Regions from separate parts of the Gossypium raimondii genome. Here region 2 is linked to region 1. The links are chromatin contacts, called in public Hi-C maps. All regions are on one chromosome and are shown on one strand. The core of a region is the stretch at or near the end of the contact, and the rest is flanking DNA. Distances in the headings are between cores, read along the strand shown.

Region 1 (7,806 bases), core at 3,194-5,693:
ACATCCTGGGTAAGTATTATGGTATTGCATATTGGCTTCTAAAAGAGTAAGTCTGCTTTTATGTGTGTGAGCAGTAAGATGAAGAACTAAAGGCTTTGCATGGTGGTTATCTGGGTTTCAGATGATGGTAAAAGTTATACGAATGAATTTTGATAGTGTTCACATGTTTTATAAGCAGTGGTTATTGCGATTTCTGGTTAGATGATGAATCTGGAGTCCTAGTTGTTATCAATGGTTTTAGGTGAGTCCCTGAACTGACTCATGCATGTATACCATTTATGCTAGATATTTCTATGAAAATTGGATGAAATATGAAACCAACATCATAAAAGTATAATATGAAGGTTATACTATTGTATGAATGTTTGTTAGGTTTTGCATTCGTAGTCCGTATGGAATCTAACAAGTTAAGTATATCATAAGTATTCTAATGATGATGTATGATTGTATGATCACAAATGGAATATATTGATTAAATGTGAGTTAGTCGGGTGTTGTTAATGGATCAAAGTATGAAGTCTTAAATGGTGCTAATGCATTAAGAGTCAGTCAAGTGAGTCTGTTTCTGTTCACCGTGGTGGAGTCTAAAGGGATCCGTTGGGACTAAAAACATGATCTCTAATATGAATCTTGAAGAAAAAGCCCATGGCCATGGCACCTTCTGAAAGGAACTAAAGGATGGTGATTACCCAATGGGGTTCTCTGCGTGTCCCAGGATGATGATGGGCAATCCTCACATAACGTGAGTTTAGGCAAATCCATATCATAAACACGTCAAATAAGAAAAACCTTTGTGGTGTAATATGAAAGAAAAGCATATGGCATAATATGAAAGAAAAGCCTTTGTGGCGCAAAATGAAAGAAAAGCCTTTGTGGCGTAATATTAAAGGAATGCCTTTGTGGCATAATATAAAAGAATAGAATTTGTGGTGAACTTTAAGTGGATCTCCTTAGTGGTGTGTTCTCTCTGATTGCTTGTATGGTGTATTTTGCTAAGTCTATGTGGCATGAACTGTCAAGAATATCTAGTAAGCTATGAATCTAAATGTCTGTCTCTATGGAAAGATATTAGTAAGTTCTAGTAGTTCTGTAATATGTATAACCTATATAAGGTATTTATATGCTTTGGAATAAGAGTTTTTTTTTTTTTTTGACAAAAGCTTTGGAATAAGAGTTGAATAAAGTCTTAAGGGATTTCCATGAAAATGAGAGGTATATCTATAAGTCAAGAAAGGTGTTTCTTATAATGATCTGTAAGTATCAAAAGTAAAGGTTATCACATCTTTCAAATTTATTCTGAATCTAAGTCAATGTTGTTTTGAATTATGAGATTATGTTATAGCATGATATGGAGTTCACTTGGATGTTGCTCGTAGTGAATTACCAGTACAGGTATAAGAACTTAAATGAATCAGGGCATATTTGAGTAAAAATCAATAGTATGAAAAACTATGTAAGGATCCGACATATGTATGTGTTTGGCCAAGACAATGAAAGTAAGAAATTAATTGGAAGAAGAGCATGAGTTGAGTTATGGATTGATGGAAGTGGTTTCTAAGGGTATTCTCTTACAAAAGTATATTGGAGCTAGAAAATCATGAAATAACGAGAAGGGCCCTCCTGCTAATTAAGTACAAAAGATTAAGTATAACAGGGATGTGATAATTGGCGTGTACATGAAGAATAAGACCTTACGATATCAGTCATAGCAAATTGCAAAGAGTAGAAGTTGAACCATGGAAAGTCCTAAAGTATTACAAGACTCCGCCAAGGTACTGTTAATGAACTCACTAAATACTTCTGTACTTACGAGGTTATTACTTTTTTTCATGTTTGTTGAGAAGTAGATTTGCCTAGAGGGACAACACCAAAAGTACGCCAAGCTGGTGGCGAATTGGGCTATAATGCATACAGAAGACTGGTGGTGCAACTTTAAAAAAAAATTTAAGTCTATATTAAATAATTCCCTAACTTGTAGAGATTTGAATAAGATGAGTTGTAATAAAATGTTTACCATGTACTCCATTTCAAATTTTTAAAAATGTTGAGATTTTCTTATGGACCTCAAATAACAATCTTAAAAAAGAAATAATAAACTTTTTTTGCTAAATGTTTTGCACCGCCTAGTAACACTCGAGATCCGGACTCGGTAAATCGGGTTGAGTTGAGGGTGTTACACATAACCTATTGCTTACTCAAGATTGAGGTAAGCCACACTATGAATGTCAGAAGTAAATTAATCCATAAATGAATCTAGGATGAATTCAACTTGGATTTTGTCCGATGTGTTGTCAATTCGAACAATCACATTTTTGTCTCTATCTTAGAAGAGGAAACCACTCTAATACCCAAGACAAGGTATCTCCCTATTTGGACTTGATAGACAAGATAATAGCCTTTTAATCGATTTGCTTAATTTCGATTCATAAGACTATGGACCTTTTAGATTACCTACTAATTCAAGTTGTCTTCTCACATCACAATCCAACCATTATACAACTTAGTATTAGTTAAACACTAGGTAATCAATGAGTCAATATTTGCTTATATTTTGCTTTGCATGAAAAAATTGTTGAGGACATGTACAAACAAGATTAATGTGAATAATGGAATTTTATTTAAATCAATCTATTAAAAAAATTACAAGCATAAATAACGAATAAACTACACTCAAGGCACAATATCCTAACATACTTTACCCAACATTATCACTCAAGGAGTAATTCTCTTTAAAGTGGTCGAATCTCCGACACCTATGGCAAATTGTTGGAAGTTCCTCATATTCAATATATTTCTTAAACCCTATCAACCCCAATAAAGAAGACAATAGGGTTGTTCAAGTCGATCACAAAAACAATCCTCATAAAGCACCCCCAATTACCAAAATTTGTATATTGTAGTCTATTTTAACCACCTTACTAATAACCTTAGCAATTGCCCTCATTAAGCCCATGGTACATATATGGGAGTCTTGGTAAATGAATCTAAGCAACAATTTTCGATAGATGTGACACTTTTGTAGAAAACTCGTGGCTCCATGGCTGAACAATAAGATAATGTCCATAGACCATCCAAGATCCTCCCACCAAGACCTTTTGGTTGGCAAACTTCACAAGGAAATAATTATTATCCAGATTGACAATTTTGAATTCACCAACAACTTCCCAAAGGCTTTTAATTATGTTCTCAAGTGCCCGATACCCAATTGTTCAACCAAGAAAACGAACAATAAGCATTTGGTGCATACTCTGATCAGTTAGACCATGACCTCTTTTAGAAAAGCAAATATCTAGATAAGGGTCATCCGTTGAGATATGCACATCATCTTCATGTAGAGCTTTCTCATTATCATCCAAGAACCCCTTCTGTCTTATTGTCTCCATGTGCATTTGCCATAAACTTCTCCTTAAAGATTGCCTCCTCCATTTCCAAGTCATCACTATTCACAAGTAATGGATCCTTATTCTCTACCTTCTTCACAGCTCGCTCTAACTCAGCCCGTGGTAGAGAGATTTCTTTAACTTCTTTACCAACAATAAATGCTTATGGCTTGCATAAAAATTAAAACCAAAACTGATATAAATGAAAATTCGATATTAAACATTTTAGTTGACAATACAAATATAAATACACCTTCAAACAGTTAAAATGTGAAATTAAAAACCCACTGATTACAACTACAAGTTCAGTATGTTCAAGACATCCGCGTTCCACCCGTCAATTATTTATTTCTATGTTTCTGAATTTTAAAAGACTCCAATTAACAATGAAAGCTATAAATTTTAACAAACGTGCTAAAAAAAAGTTTATAAAAAGCCCATCCACCCATATGGTTATTGCGTGGAGAGAAAGTCAATTCCTAACGGTATCTATCCACCGACCGAACACCGACCTACCCTATCTCTTAGCTCTTGCTCGCCTACTCACTCCTTTAAAAACAAAACTATTATAATAAAAAGATGGCAAAACAAACAAAGATAGAATCATTATCATGAAATTGAGTTTAATTATTGATTAATTAAAAAAGGTTGAGAAAACGAAAAAAGTAATTTCCTTTTTAAAACCCTTTGAAATTCACTTCACTTGCCCACAAAACGACAATTCCTCCAATCCCTCCATCACCGCCTTCCTAATCACTTAATTGTTTGCGTGATCAAGTTTCTTTTATGTATTCTTTAATTAATGATTAAAGTATACCGTAGTGTGAAATCTTAGCTAAACAAACACCTAAGGACACCGGTTTCATCTCTCTATTTTAATATGAAAGAAATGAGATTAATAAATTCTATTTTGAAAGCATCGCAATAAGAAAACAAAATCATAAACTAATATTTAAACAATAAATTAGGTGTAACATAAGTTTGAAATCAAAGATAATAAAAGAAAATGGAAGACAATAAAATTCATATTTATATACCAAAGACAACCCCAACATGCCAAGCTTTAAAGCATCCAAGTCCACGCCCCGTTTCCCTTTTTCCCCCAGTTATAACAATTACTAAGAATAATAATATTGTGTATGTTGTATTTATAACAAAATTCCCTTACTCCACACATAGATTTGTGTCGGTGAATTTGGATTTTCTCTTTTATAGTTTTTCTTCCTTCTCTTTCTCTCTGCCTTTCTTTGTTTGTTCTAACATATAACTTTGTTGTGTCGGAAAAACATTACATTTCAAACACGACACAACCAAACTAACTATGTCATCTCCAACTCTCCATTCTTCTCCTCCCCCTTCATAGTTCCAGCTTTCTTCCCCTGTTCTAATAAAAACCCAAGCCTCCCGACTACACAACCCAGAGTTGAGGAACATAGGATTTCTCCAATAATTTGCAAGGCATGGAGAATGGAACAGGAGTTGTTGCTTCAAGGGAGAGTTCGAGGAAGTCCACGGCGGAGAGGCCTTACAAAGGGATAAGGATGAGGAAGTGGGGGAAATGGGTGGCTGAGATTAGGGAACCCAATAAACGGTCGAGGATTTGGTTAGGGTCTTATTCAACACCTGTTGCGGCGGCTCGAGCTTATGACACGGCGGTTTTTTACCTGCGTGGACCGTCGGCGAGGTTGAACTTTCCTGACCTTTTGGCGGGAGAGAGAGTTGGCAGCGCCGGTGGCGGCTCTCTCGGTGGGGATTTGTCAGCGGCTACTATAAGGAAAAAAGCTATTGAAGTTGGTGCTAGAGTTGATGCTCTTGAGGCAGCTCATCACCACCACCACCACCACCATCATAATCATCGTGGTCATAATTATAATCATGGTTATGACGAAGAGTTGAAGCCAAGTACAGGCGGTTTTTTACATCGGGTTGACTTGAACAAGATGCCCGACCCGGAAGATTCAGATGGTGAATGGGAAAGGAAATAGGAAGTTAAAAAAAAAATTGATTGAATCATGACCCTCCAACTTTTATGATGTAATTTTTGTTCCGTCTCTTTTGGCGGCAACCCCGAGGGAAAAAAGGAAGGGGACAAGGGGGGTGGTTGCTAAAATGCACCGGGGGCAATTCCTATCATGCACACTGTAGTGGAGGTAAGTCTAGGTTACGCTGAAAAAATGATGAAACCTTTTGTATTAATTATTAGTCGTAATGAAAAATCTTTTTGGTTTTTCTATTTAGGCAGTTTTTCTTTTCATTGGTGGGATTTGACGGTGGTAAAAAATTTGACCACTGGAGAAAAAGAAAAAGGATAATTGTATATTTGGCTCTAACCTCTAATTTCTATACTTCATTTACAGGGTTTTTTTATTATTAATTTGGTTGTGCTTGTATAGGAAGCCTCTTCACTGTGATTCAGTAAAAAAGATATGTAATTACTTTGGTGTCACTCCTGTTCTTCGGGGAGAGTGGAGGGACCAGATGTGCAAGTTGAAGCGACATATAGTCTAAAGATCACTCCCCACCGGAAAAAAAAGCAAATAAAGTGAGGAAATAGATATAATTATTTTAAAAATAATTTATAGGTTAATTATTTGTTTTATATAATATTATCTTTTTAAAAATATATATTTTGTGATAGTATTAGATAATTAGGAAAGGACAAGAAGAGATGAAAAAGGGAAAATGCAGTGGCCTACACATTCGGGCAGTTAGGTGCAAATTGGCCATACTAACCACTAATGCTATAACTACTAGAGTGATAAGATTTTGAGGTAGGTATTTTTCTGGTTCTCCACTCTGGATGTGGGACACGTGAAGCTAGAATAAAAATAATAATAAAAAGAAAAGAACGATTGCCGTCCTCCTGGAAATGGATGATGATGTTTTGGTCGGTCCAACTTGGCTGTTGCGGAAGGTTTTTTTTCATAATAATCTATTACATTAGTTGTCAAATCTCGCCCCTCCTTGACAATCCAAAAACACCAATACGATTTTTATGCTTTGACTTGTTTTCTTCTTCGTCCTCCTTAACAACTACTTTCTTCCAATCACCGAAAGAAACTTGTTTGTTTAAGAGTAACTTAAGAATCTTCAATGCCCATTGGCCTCTTTTGATGTAGATATTTGGCCAATTAGCCGTCTATCAAATCTGCGGATTTAAGGGATTGACATGAATTTCTTCTTAATTACTGCGTGTTGACCCTGGTGAAAGAGTTGTATGGCTATAATGTAAATCCCATACTAAATACAGGAGTAAATTTTGAGAAAAAGGTAAAACACAGGACAAAATAAACGTACTGCACGTGTCATCTTCTCTCTCCAATTTGTTTTTCATTTGAGTTAAGCTTTTCCTTAGTTATCGAGCTTTATCTAAGGGCAGCTCTTACAACATCTCTTCTTGTGATGATACCGATCTTCAAATGACAGGAAAAGCGCTATGTAATATTTAAGTGACACGTTGAATCCAGTTCTAGTGGTAGGTCGATATGGATTTGGATGAAAATCTTAGCTTTGAAGCTTAATGCTTTCCTATCATACCAAAAGAATGACATATAAAAGGGGAAGCAGTCAAGCTTTAGTGTCAAACCGAAGTGTGCAAAAGTTGGTTGTTTCACGTACGACTAATGGAGCTGCTGTCACTAAATCCCCAACTACCGGTCCGTTGGTTTCATTGAGTATCTTATGTACTTTGTTGAAACTCTGCAAAATTGAGGACCATTGAGTTGGACATACTGAAAAAGTAAACGATAAATACAAATGAGTTTTCGAACCAATTGCAGTAAGCTAAAATAGAAACAACAAAGTTAAGCAGCCTGAACCAGCCAAGGGATTCCTAGGGTGGTTTAGTATATACCCCAACTAATGCATGGCAGGTAAATTGTTTTAATAACGTGAGGTGTGACTCGCATTTATCGGATGTTTTGCAGGTATTTAACAGAAACAAACGTGTGACATCACGACGAGGAGACATGTGATGTTCGATGACATGACAAGTAAGGACGACATCACGACAAGGGTCGTCGGGACAAGGCGATAATCTTTTGAGGTAGGAGCAGGGGCGATGTCATGACGTCACGACGATATCTCACCTAATGTAGTCGCGTTTTAGACTCCAAGCAAGACTTTTTCCATTTGGAATTTGATTACTTCAAGACTATTTTAGTTTGATTATATCTCTAATCTGAGTCTATATAAAGGGCTTTTGTAACCTTGATTTAGACAAGCCAATCAACAAGGGCTTTTCTTGAGGGCGACAAGATATAATCGCATATGTGTTTTGGTGAGAGTTTTGTGATAACTGTGGAGAGAATTTTGTTTCCAAGTTAGGGTTTTGTTTTTGGGGCTTGGTATTGTACATTTAGTACATTTAGGATTATTTTCTCCATATAATACTCTCGTTTGTTTACTTATTTAGTGAAAAGCTTAA
Region 2 (7,806 bases), core at 1,783-4,282, 160 kb before region 1:
GGGTTGCATTCTTCCAGGTCCGTCGGGTCCATCACCTCTTGGTCCATCAATCAATATTAAATCCCAATCCACTTCGTAAACATGGTTCGGCAAATCATTGATCCCAAGCTTGCACTCTGAGAACAACAGGTTTTGGACCGGCCTGCACTCGTTCCGAATCTGTTCTTTAGCCGATGCTATTAGCTCCCTGGTTTCACTAATCTTGGTCGTGTATTGTACATCGTAGGCATCGATTTCGGGATGTAACTCTTCGTAATAAGCGGCGTAATACCGGTTTTCGTCGATGAAAACTGTGCGTCCGTTGTGGTTCAAGGACTTCCAGAGAAGGGTTTCTTGTGTTAGACCGAAAACAAGGAAGTTGCAAGGGGAAGAACATTTCCTCAGCACATCGGAGATTGGCTTGAGCTCTGAGTATGTCATGTGGTAACTATCGTTGGATTTTGAAGAATAGTGGAGGAGGGTGTTGACCACGGTGGTTGGCAACGGCGGACCACCAATGGCGGAGCCTGCAGGGCCGGTGACTGTTGTGCTTGGGGCAGTAGTTTTAGTAGTAATCGACTCTCTGGTGTATATAAGAGTTAGAAGGAAAGCTATGGTGAAGAAGGAGACAAAAGCAAGAAGCCATAATCTGTTTGAGCTTCCTTGTTTTTGGATATAAGGATGGAGGAGAATTAGCTTAGTATTGCTGTTACTGGTCTTCATTTTATTCTGGATTCTCTGTCAAAAACAAAAAAAGAACAAGTGCTCTACTTCTTAACACTTTTTCCCCCTCTTCTATTGAAATGAATCAGAAGATTTTGGTCTTCTGATGAGAAGATTGAGAGAAAAATGGGGTTTGATTTAAGGATGGATATACATCAGGTTGAAGCAATGTAAGAGATTAGCCAACATGAACTGATATTACACACAACCTAATAATGTTCTAGAATCCAAATTAAACCACATGGAAAACAAATTAAGTATTTTTTTTCTCATTTTTTAAAAAGTTGGTTGGTTTTCTTTCTATGCAAACATTGTGCGGTTGTTGAAACTTAATAATAATAATAATAATACATTCAACAAGTGTCTGTTATTATAACTTTTCTTGGGCTTGCATGTTTTTATATTACCATCGGTTGATTCCTGATTACTGAGATTGAAAATCCAATATTTTATCAATAAATCACATTATCATTAACCTCGGATATTTATATATATATATATATATATAAGTTCATTAATTATTTAGTCGAGTTTTATATAAAAATATATTGTAACATAAATGTTAAAATTGTTAGTTGACGTGAGTGATTATTATGGTGAAAAGGGGGTGCTCCAAGACATGATGTGGTATGAAAAGCAGGGGAAAAACAGGGTGGTTGGAGGCAAGGGAGTTGGTGGATTGGGGAACTATTATTGTAAGTGACCCCATAACTAATTACAATCCAAAAGTCGTTTTGCCTTTGATCAATTTCAGGTTTAGTTCTCACGTAACCTTTTTAAATATAATGCCATTTCTTAATTAATTAGTTACCATTGAAGCTGACAATTCACCTACTCAAAGATTCCCATTTACAGTGCATCCGGATTATTTCATATTTGCATAATAACTGTAAAAAATATTATGTGGGTTTTTTTGGATTGGTTCCGCCGTTAACAAGCAAATCATGCTGCATTTTCTTTATTCCTTGCTCTATATTTTTAATTTTTTAATTTTTTTAATATTTTTCATATTAGTTTTATGATTTATATTCAAGATTCGTAACTATCTTTTCAATAATATTATTTTAAGGTTTAAACTTCATTTTCTCTTATAATCTGTCTTACCACTGCATCTAATATTTTTTATTATTTTAGTTTTGACTAGATGAAAAGTTTATAATATAATAATGCTAATTATTTTTAAAATCATAAAAGATATCTAATTAATCTAAACAATTAGTTTTGAACTAAAAACATAAAACTCTCAAAATACTTAAAAATTCTTCAAAATTCGGAATAAATAAACAATAAAATAATAATACCTAATAAATACTATACTGCACTCATATAAAATAAAAACATAAGCCTAAAGATCGAACCTAATAAGATTTAAACTCGAATTAAAAGCCCGAAACTTGTAATTTCCGTAATAATCTCGTCTAGAGATTCTACTTGTGCAGTCTTCACTAAAACGGTCATAACTTGAGCTCCTAAACTCGAAATCAAGTGATTCAAAGTGTATTTCAAAACTAAGAAATAGATCTTTGAACCCTATAAGACATCTCAACCCAAATATATCTGGATCTTACCCAAAAAGTCATCGCAAGTTGATTGATTTTCCAAACTTGAAAATTCACACATTCGATGAATGAAATTTAATAAATTTCATCCCATCCATGCATGTTTTCAAATCAGATTGGGCTTGAAAAAAATAAGCCTATTTTTTAGGCCACCCGAACTTAAAAAATTGATTTATATACCTTATATGAGTCTGACTCAAACCTGACTGAGCCCAGGAGCACCTCTAAGCTATTATTCATTATTATAAAAAATTAATTATTTAAGAAAGAGAATGAGGGAAGGAGTAGAGGTGAACATGGGTTGGGTTGGGCTATAACAAAATTTTAGGCTTGTTTGATAAGCCCATCCCGAATAAAAAAGATAAAACCCGAGCTCAACCCGGCCTGCCCGTATTAATTATTTTATATTATTTTTTATATAAAAATAAATTTAAAATATATAATACATCAAATACACTAAAAATATTAAAATAAATGTTTCCCAACAAATTAAAAATAAATTAAAAAAATCTTTATACTTAAATAATACTATTATAAGTACAACTTAACAAGTTATATAATATCCAAATAATAACAATAAAATAATAACAATATAATAATAAAATGGCAACAAAATAATAGAAAACAACAATATTTTTTTTACAAATTCAAATCAAGTCGAACTCAAAGAAAAAACTTACTCGAAATCTGACCTATTTTTAAAGTGGGTCTTATTTGTTTGCTAAAATATATTTTTTTAACTTATATTTTTATCAAAACTCTCCTAGTGTTTTTGGGCCGGGTTGAGTGTACCAACCAATTATCAATTATCAATGATCAGGTGTAGGAGGAAGTAAGAGAAGATACGTCGGGAGGAATAGCGCGTGGTCGACTTGCCAAGGAATGAAAAGCATAGAGGAAAAACCATCCTCATGTCCGTTCTCTTCTTTCTTTTTCCTTTTTGGTTTAAAAATTTTTATTATTTTTATTTTCTTTGATGTTCTTTTATTTCCTTTTTCTTTTGAAATTTCAGGAATTTGTTGCGAAACCTGAGTCATTATTCCTGGTAAGTTAAATTTTCTATTTAGTTCCTCTAATTTTTTTCTATTATTGGTTCAATAAATCGGGCGGGTTTGTCTATTATTTTCACTTGTTGGCAATTGGACACTGTGTTGTTCTTTTAAATTTATGATTTTGTTTTAGATTGTTTCATTTTGGTTAAATTAGGCAGTCATTTTGAGATAATATTAGAGATGGAGATGAATTGATCTAATTGAAACCTAATCTTATGCGATTTAAGCTTGTAAAACATAGACTGCAAAGATATTGATGGTTCTAAAAATTTTAGTGATGGGTTTATTTTCACCGTGATTATTTGAAGGTTGTGCTATAGATGCATTATTTGTCGTACTTTTTTTAGAAAGTTTTAGGAAAATGATGATTGATGGGAAGAATAGTAGATATCGAACTGCATGTACAAAAACTGGAAGTTGATATATTCTTTTTTGTACATAAAAGAGGAAATAAAAATAGATTTGAGGCTTTTATAAGTGTTTTTTTTTTTGTATCTAAACAATCTTTTATGTCAGGTTGATAGGTTAAATAGTTGTAGATATTTTATGATGGTGACCTTTACATAATTTGATCAATAGTCTTGAAAACAGAGACCTATGAACTGTGGAGTCGAGACTACCTATTAATTGCTATTATATGTATTATCACAACGTGATGTTGTTAACATTATTTTAATGGTTTATAGATTAGTTGTTTGGTATTGTATAGCTGCTAGCCAAAAGACCTGCTTCTGTGAGTTGAGTATTAATTGCATTCATTTTCACTTCCTTTGCTTCTTCCCCTATGTCTAAAGCAGTTTGGGCATTATTGCTATCTTAAAATGTTGTTTCCTGATTTGTTTTGGGAGTTTAGTGGTTGTTGAAGCTTTAGATCTTCTATCTTAGTTGCAGAGCTTATGAACACACAAATTTCTCATTAATAACCTGTCATAACTCATGGAAGTCTATTTTGTCTACATTTTTGGTTGTTCTTATTAGCGGTTCACCAATATTGTTTAAAGTTCTTGTCATTTGTTAATTATATAGTAATCAACTTTGGTGTGGTCTTTGAACTTAGGCCTCATTCATCTTCTTGTTCCATGTTAATGGAGACTTATATACATTATTGGCGAGGACTATTTTCTGGAAAATTTTCACCACTGTTGATAACTAAAAATTGTTCATGTACCTCTAGATATGACTAGGAGAAAGCTTTTCGAATTGAGTTGCTCACTGCCTGGTTCTTAAGGCATTTGCAATTTCAATAAGTAGCATGGCTACTTATAGGATTATAAATCCTGAGGTTATCTGGCTATTTATATGTTGCAGATTGAAAGCTTACAAGTTTGGGCTGCAAATTTTAGGTCTGCTTTGCAACTTTGTGTTGCTATTGATTTTGATCTTGACATAATATTGCATCCCTGAATTTGCTTCAGTTGTTTGAAGTGAAAGAACGAGTAATGAAAGCTTGTGTCAATATTTTGATTTTAAACAAATTTTACATCTTTGAAATTTGATTTTAAACAAATTTTTTGAAGAAGTTAAATATTTGATTAAACAGTCTCATGAGAATTTGTGTTAGTATAGAATAAAGAGAAAAGAATAGTGAAAGAATGTGTGCATGTTAGATACAATTATAGCTGTGTTTCTTTTAAAAGTTCAATTGGCTTAACTCGATGTCTGATCTATGTTACAAACTAATTGGGAGGGTGGTTACTTCCCACTTACACTGTACTTCAGTGAAGATTATCATAGCAAGCCTCCAGAGTGTAAATTTCCACAAGGTTTTTTTCCACCCAAACGTTTACCCATCTGGTACTATTTGCCTTTCGATCCTTAATGAGGATAGTGTAAGTATTTTCTCCTCTTGATTGTTGTTTTACATACTTGGATCAGAGTGATTCCATCGCTCCATCTTGGAGGTTTAAGGCCATTTTTGTTTCCATAGGGCTGGAGACCTGCCATAACCGTGAAACAGATTCTTGTGGGAATCCAGGACTTGCTGAATGCACCAAATACTACCGATCCTGCTCAAGCTGAAGGGTACAACATCTTGATACATGTATGTTTCTTGAGTTGATTTTGCATTGACTGGATAATCTTGATTATGAACTGAATGATTATAACGTTCCTGATATCATTTTTAAATCGATCTAACTCATTAAACCTTATTCTATTTAAGATGGTTATTGGTTGCTAAATGCAATAAAGTTTCTAGGCATGGCACTCTGTATTCCTCCCTTTTCGAGGAGCTTCAATTAAAGTAAAATCATAATCATTTAATCATATATACTTTCTCTTTCTTTTGCACGATGCTGATGAATATAAGAGAAGGGTCCGCTTGCAAGCAAAGCAGTACCCGCCTCTGGTCTAAAGTGTTATTAGATAATTAGATTTTGTTCAACGTTGCCAGTAAACATGGCGGCTTGCTGCATCATGTATATGTTAGGCATTGTCTTCGCTAGAGAAAATTGCCTTTGATATTTGGTAATATTCGCAGTTACCCTTTCGTCTAAATTGTATGATTATGAACCAACATTTGCGTTCATCAGAGTTTGTTTGTTATTTACAAGTAAATTTGTAACTTGTCAAGTGAAAGGTTTTTTCTTTCAGGTCTTACTTTATGGACTAGAGACAAAATGTCCAATGATGTATTTGTGCAAAAGACAATTAAAAGTTTCAAGTGGTTTATTGATGTAGCCAAAAAGAACAAAATTATGGTAAAAAAAAAAAAAAATCTTGTTTAATAGGTAGTTGATAAAAATAAGATTTAATTGGTGTAGAATACATTATGATCTTTAGTGGCGGGATCTTCCACGTGACATAAAGCTTCAGCCATTGGATATTAAAAGTAAATTTAAAATATCCATTTATAAACTTCAAACTTAAAATAACCTATTACCATAATTTTAATAATATTAAACATTGTCGACTGAGACTTAGTTCGATTGGTATGGGTATTGTTATCAGTACAAGAGAACATGAGTTTAAATACGTTAAAGCGTATTATACTCCTATTTATGAATTGGCGAGAGGCTATGAGTAGTTTTAGGCTCAAAAAGAGGAAATATGATAAAAACTTACAATGAAATTGTTTAAAAAAAATATTAAATTGCTTTGAGCTTTGAACCATACTTAGACGTATAGGGATCACTCAGATTTGGCCAAATGGAATGTATATTTGACTTTAGTGTTTGTATTTTGTAATCGATTCACAGTCAATTGGCTTTTTGCTTGTTTCAGACTAGTGTATTGGTTGATTGTCAATCCAATTAGTCCAGCTCGATTTTGAAAGCAATGAATTTGAGATGTAAACATTGTAAATTGTGTTTATGTTATAAAGATCTTATTAAGTGGATGTCCATCATGATCAATATAAAGTTTTAATGTATTTTAAATTCTAATAGTTATTAGAATTAGATCTCTACTCCTTTTATACTTTTTTGTCTATAAATAGAGACTTTGATAAAACATTGTAATTACCCCTTTTGATCAATAAAGTACATCTTCTATTACTTTCATATTTTCTTTGTTCTTTATTCTCTCCACCTCTCTTTATTTTATAACACGTTATGAGCACGATCTTGCTCAAAGTGATAGTTCCTTTTATCGACGATCAAATTTGTCCTTCATGATTTTCAATATTTTTTTACGACAAGATGCAAAGTTTTTACAGGAAGTTTTTTTTATTTAATATTTCATATCTGATTATTATTTTTCATTCTTTTCTCATTATACATTATTATTGTTTTGATTAACTTATTTTACTTTATGTTCTTAAGGATGGTGAAAGATTTGTTACCGTTATCTATATGAAATTGAGAAGTAAGATTCACTTTTAAAGTTTGTTTTTAATATTTGCTTGGGATGATCTATTTTCTTCATTACAAAGGATGTTCATAATCACTACTTCTCATCCATGGTAACGTAAGTCAATCTAATCAATTTCTTTTGAAATTTGACTTGATTTCTATTAAAAGTTCAATTTATATAATTCACTATCCGTATCTCTATGAATTTATAAAACCCTTTACGTATTTAGTTATTAGGATTTTTATGTGGAGATAAATATTTTTTCATTTTTAATAGAATTGATTGGTTTAATTTTGATTTTGATTAAGATATATGATTATTGTAGAATATGAGTAAAAATACTTACTTGTCATGACCTTTGGGATATTCACCTTATCTGTGATAATTTCATATCATTGTAAAATTCAAATGAAATTATGTCATAAGAGGTGGAGGTTAGAAAATATTTATGTTTAAACTTTTATAGTTGTAAATTTATTTTAATTTGACATTATAATATTTTGTATTTTGTTGTGGTATGATATATAAAATATATATTATCTAACCACAATGATTTATTAGTGACATAAATTTATTATTTGTTACGTTTAATATATGTTTTATTTATACTTATTCATTTTATTTTATATGAATAAATAAAATTTTATTTAAAATAAATTAAGCATTCATTAAGGTTATACAATAAAATGATTATATGCTCT

What was found. Hi-C and Micro-C count contacts between places; a contact is called where the count stands out from the background.
Region 2: a Hi-C map of leaf shows a contact between it and region 1, with 2.8 times the contacts expected there. The contact joins the promoter of LOC105763381 here to the promoter of LOC105763380 in region 1. A contact is called at or near these places in 2 of 2 Hi-C or Micro-C datasets (both in leaf).

Annotation. Positions count from the first base shown.
Region 1 is chr12:14,866,715-14,874,520 of ASM2569854v1, reverse strand. It overlaps LOC105763380 (ethylene-responsive transcription factor RAP2-10), which reads left to right and starts at 4,443. Exons shown (of 3, transcript XM_012581617.2): 1 at 4,443-5,530; 2 at 5,774-5,922; 3 at 7,307-7,800. The coding sequence starts at 4,841. The coding sequence ends at 5,365.
Region 2 is chr12:15,029,242-15,037,047 of ASM2569854v1, reverse strand. LOC105763381 (SUMO-conjugating enzyme SCE1-like) reads left to right here and starts at 3,032. Exons shown (of 4, transcript XR_008192014.1): 1 at 3,032-3,174; 2 at 3,274-3,306; 3 at 5,033-5,142; 4 at 5,241-5,580. It overlaps LOC105763382 (protein IRX15-LIKE), which reads right to left and starts at 865. Exons shown (of 1, transcript XM_012581618.2): 1 at 1-865. The coding sequence starts at 702.